Linked DNA regions of Oncorhynchus mykiss: region 1 is linked to region 2. The links are chromatin contacts, called in public Hi-C maps. All regions are on one chromosome and are shown on one strand. The core of a region is the stretch at or near the end of the contact, and the rest is flanking DNA. Distances in the headings are between cores, read along the strand shown. Region 1 holds the start of LOC110530849 (protein argonaute-3). Region 2 holds the start of lipea (lipase, hormone-sensitive a).

What was found. Hi-C and Micro-C count contacts between places; a contact is called where the count stands out from the background.
Region 1: a Hi-C map of liver shows a contact between it and region 2, with 6 times the contacts expected there. The contact joins the promoter of LOC110530849 here to the promoter of lipea in region 2. A contact is called at or near these places in 2 of 3 Hi-C or Micro-C datasets (blood and liver).

The regions. Positions count from the first base shown.
Region 1 is chr32:40,932,840-40,935,539 of USDA_OmykA_1.1, forward strand. LOC110530849 (protein argonaute-3) reads left to right here and starts at 1,272. Exons shown (of 19, transcript XM_036971834.1): 1 at 1,272-1,855. The coding sequence starts at 1,837.
Region 2 is chr32:40,762,210-40,764,909 of USDA_OmykA_1.1, forward strand. lipea (lipase, hormone-sensitive a) reads right to left here and starts at 1,446. Exons shown (of 11, transcript NM_001197210.1): 1 at 1,392-1,446.

The DNA.
Region 1 (2,700 bases), core at 22-2,521, 170 kb after region 2:
TAGTTTTGGGAACAGAACTATTGAGATCAAATGTTTCAAATTTGCAATGTTGGCCAAAATCCATCTCGTTCCATCTTCTCCCACTGCTGGCCAGTGGGCTTCCTCTGACTACCATATTAGTAGTGAGTGGAAACACTAATCAGATGCTTCACATTTATACATCCACTGAAATATGTCTTATGTTCTATCTGTGATGTTTCCTCGCAATCAGCTGTTGTTCGGTTAGGCTCTGCGATATTGTGCTAGTGTATGTCACATGCGAATTGCACCAGTATTGAAAAAAATTAATAAAGGAAATACACACAATGTACATACTAGTTTACTGAAAATCAAGCTAACAAGGAACCCAAACTGGCTGCGCGCATGCGCCATCGTGCATAAATGTATTTCGTCCCCCCACCCCAAATGCGATCACGACACTGAACCAAATATATTAATTTGGGAACAGGTCGAAAAGCATTCAACATTTATGGAAATTTTGTTAGCTAGCTTGCTGTTGTTAACTAATTTGTCCTGGGATATAAACATTGAGTTGTTATTTTACCTGAAATGCACAGGGTTTTCTACTCCACCAATTAATCCACACATAAAACGGTCAACTGAATCGTTTCTAGTCATCTCTCCCTCCTTCCAGGTTTTTTCTTCTCTTGACTTTATATTGTGATTGGCAACTTTCATAAATTAGGTGCATTACCGTCACTGATCTCGTTTGTCTTCAGTCACCCACATGGGTAAACCAATGAGGAGATGGGAGAGGCAGGACTTGCAGTGTGATCTGCGTCAGAAATAGAACTGACTTCTATTTTAGCCCTTGGCAACGCAGGCGCTCGTTGGCGCAATAACTGAATAATATAGATTTCTACATTTATTTTGCAACGCTCGCATTGTAATAACACTTCCCTGTGGATATTTCGTCTCATATTACCTCCTCTACATAAAGACAAAATCTGGAGACAACAGGTAAAGTACATTCAATTAAGTTTATTCAACAGTCTGATTTGTGAAAGGGCTCCTGAGTGGCGCAGCGGTCTAAGACACTGCATCTCAGTGCTAGGGGCATCACTACAGACACTGGTTCAATTCCAGGCTGTATCACAAACAGCCATGATCGGGGTTAGGGTTTGGCCAGGGTAGGCCGTCATTGTAAATAATAATTTGTTCTTAACTGACTTGCCTAGTTAAAAAATATATATAAATACACAAATATATTTGTTAATTTTCAAAGTATAGAAAGGACTCTTATTCTGAAGGATTCCAAAAACCATGACCCGGAAAGTACTTCATTATTCTTGTCTGCTTCACAGCGGTAGTACCGAGAACGTACCGGGGTGTGAAACACAAATTTGCCGGCAGAACAACACCAAAAGAGCGGCAAAGTGTTCACGTTTATCGTTCGAAGAACAAATGTCAAGTAATTGTTATTATCCTGGCAACTGATGACGAGGCAAAACGTCATCAGGTAGCATTAAAGCCGTTCAGGAATAGGCGCCGTCTGTTGAGTCTCCGTGAAATATTTTCAGAGACTTGTCTTTGAAAATAAATAGATTTGTCTGCTGGAAACAATTAATACTCCAACGATCATAATGGGATACGTCGTTTAACTTGTGCGGGTTGACAACAACTGGGGAAATTTGGGAGGACCTCTGGTTAAGTGGACACCGCAAGCGGCCCGTGTCCACATCAGCAACAGAAGCCGGGGTGTCGGCTTGAGAGTCTTCGGGTGGAAAATCTCCAACACTAGAGCTACAGCGCTGACTAAATAGCGTCGTGCGAACAGGAGCTGCGCCGATATTTGACCATTGGGAGCCGGGGAGTATCCGGACAGAGACCTCATGAATGGAAATCGGAACTTCAGGTATATTCTTACATCGTCTGTGGAACGCCATATTAAATTGTTACATTTGGTGTTGAAGTTTTGTAGGCTGACTAACGTTACCAGTTTATAGCATATAGCATACGATCAAACCTACTATGCCAATCAGATTAAATTAAATATCAACTCATTCAGTCCTTTCACTGTACTGTCTGGGTTAGAAAACTAATTTGGGTGACCAGATATACTGTCGTTGGTAAGATTGTTTGCTGGTTGGTAGCCTCTGCCGGGTCCCCTTCAACCGAGGGGTCCAGCTGCGACATAATCTCTGAGCAGTCATCTCTCATGGTCTCTATGCTGCCACCTACTGATATGTAATCTCTCAGGAAAAGTGGGGGATTCGAACGGAACCATAGAGTGCTTGCAGTTGCGTCACAAATCACCTAGCAACCCCAAGCTTCGTGTTGGAAGACCAAACTCGCATGCTGACCAGACAGCGTGCTCGCCATTGCACGCATGTTGTTTTTGTCCACGCACACCAAACACTACCAGGACAGCAGGTTGAAATATCAAAACAAATTCTGAACCAAATATATTAATTTGGGGACCAGTCAAAAAGCAAACATTTATGGCAATTTAGCTAGCTGTTGCTAATAACAACCCAATGTTTATATCCCAGGACAAATTAGCTAGCTAGCTCTTGCTAGCTAATTTGTCCTGGGATACAAACATTGGGTTGTTATTTTACCTGAAATGCACAAGGTCCTCTACTCCGACATGTAATCCACAACAATTAATTTGCAGATAAAAGGGTAAACCAAGTTTGTTTCTAGTAATCTCACCTCCTTCAAGATGCTTCTTCTTTGGACTTTATATTGTGGTTGGCA
Region 2 (2,700 bases), core at 196-2,695:
GAAACGGACACAGTGACAGTGGACACAGAGGAAGAGAGGCCACAGACAAACAAAGCTGAAACTTCACTGCTTGACATGTATGATGAAATCCTGGTTGATAATGAAACGACTGAACAACGAAACAACACATCAAGTAAGTGAAATAAATAAGTCTTGATTATGTTTTACTGGTAATGGGGACATACGTAAATGCCAACAAACCTTTTGGTCAGTGTGGTGTGTGTGTAACCTTTATTTAACTAGGCAAGTCAGTTAAAGAACACATTCTTATTTACAATGACAGCCTACCATGGCCAAACCCGGATGACGCTGGGCCAATTGTGCGCCGCCCTATGGCCGGATGTGATACAGCCTGGATTCAAACCAGGGACTGTAGTGCGTCCGTGTGAAATATTTAACTGTACTAGAATTCTTAAAAAAGGCACAAAAAAATGTATCAGTCTCGTTTTTTTGGTCAAGGAAAATATTGGGTATCAGAAAAATGTCATCAGTTTATCAATAATATTTAGCAATGAATCCGCTGAAAGACGTCTAATGGCTCTATCGAACAAGGACAACCATATTTACACGCACAAACGTGTCGTGCGATCAGTATCACACAGAGCCTTCTCAACATGCCACAAAGAAGGTCTACATTTCTTTACAGATTTCGTCCCCCACCCCCCATGATGAAAACAAGCCCAGATTTTCCCAGGTTAAAATACCATTTAAATATCAAGCGTTTTCAGGAGCAATTTCAGTAATGGGAAACGGCTCGAGGATCTAATGATGCTCCTACTAAGTTTCTAACGATGAATGAAGCCTTAGGATGCTTTTGGGAAACCGGGCTCTGTTCAATTTCCATGAAGGCCTTTTTAAATTCCTTTCAGTTTTTATTAAAGTCACTGTCATCTAGTTACTTAAGACCCAGCTCTCAAAACAACAACAGCCCTTTGAACCTAACCATCTGATTGATGACGTCACCAGACATTTGCGGTATAGAAACTAACCCAGTCCACTAACTTCACTCCCAAAATATCAGGTTTCACAAGAACACGACACTAATATGCACGACATCAGCTTTCCCAGCGGTAACCACTGGCCTCTACATTAGTCCACCTACACTTTTTTGTTTTGTTTTACTGTATCAATGTTGAAAATGGCAGTAAATCCATAGTTAAAATTCGTACTTTCAAAAGCCACATAGAATTTAGCAGCCAAAATGCTAGCTACAGCTGCAGCTAAAGTTATCTATGGCAGAAATTGTGACTGACGAACAACAGACAACAAGCAAGCGACTTCAAACGGACACCCGAAATTTAACGTGCGATTTGTGTTTACGAGATAAGTGTGAATGTACAGTTATCAAACATGCAAAGCATAGTGTATTTTACAGACTAGTATAAACTTACCAACACGCATCCTCTCTTCTACTGACAGTTTCTGTTTCGCCCACAGACCCTGACTAGTAATTATTACGAGTATTCTGCCAGCAGCACAAACGATGACGTCACGTTTGAATTGTCATGTTAAACCTTCAAAAGAAAAGCCCTTATTTAAAAATGTGGATAACTCATTAAAAATATATTGAATTTATCCACTTTTATTATGCCAACAATAAAAGGCAATAAGTAATTTATGACCAATAAAATGAACAAATACAATATTGACACTGGAATGTTGAGAATAGTAGACTGTAGAGATACTTTTTATATTTTTTACCTGTCTCAGTTAAAGTGCTGCCACCATAATATCCTGCTGCTAGGAGAACGGTCATTAAATATGGGTAGTCATGATGTGCAGTTCACGAACTATTCATTTTTAAGGACTATTTTTTACAACCTCTACAGCCCTTATTTGTTTTTCTGAGTGACTTTGTAGTCGTTCGTTTACCTGCTGCTGGCGGCCATTAATTCTACAGGATTAATATGCGCTCCTCCAATGACTCCACTCAGACCAACAAACACAACACAACGGTCAGTGCCGGGATCGCCTTTTCGCACGAAGGTCCGTGGTGGGTCTGTATAAATTATGCGATTATATTGGAGACAGGTTTATAGCAGTGAATGTCATCTAGTTTACTCTTACAGTATTTCTAAATAGAAGTCATATCAGCCAGGGAAACGAATTGTTCTCACTTTATGATAGAACATTCAGATGTATCTGCCTGGCTGTGGGGATCTTTACTTTAATTATTAGAATTTTCTTGTGATCACAAAGTATCTACTTATTTTGCTCAAATAGAGGAAAAATAGAGTAGTGTTTTCTTTGAAAAGATGGGCCTGGCTGAGAATAGAACATTCAGTGTGGCGCTGTTTAGCGCATTTTTTTGTATTGTCCTTTAAGTGTGTGCTTTCAGGCAACTAACTACTCGACTACCACATACCGACAACACATGTTATCTCGCGTGTGTGTGTGTGTGTGCGCACGCGCGCTTTGCTGCACGAGGGACTGGTGCACGTCGCAAAATAGATGGCATCACGAGGTAGCAAAATTATGCGGATATATTGAAGCAACATCTCAAGACATCAGTCAGGAAGGTAAAACTTGGTCGCAAATGGGTCTTCCAAATGAACAATGACCCCAAACATACTTCCAAAGTTGTGGCAAAATGGCTTAATGACAACAAAGTCAAGGTATTGGAGTGGCCATCACAAAGCCCTGACCTCAATCCTATAGAACATTTGTGGGCAGAACTGAAAAAGCGTGTGTGAGCAAGGA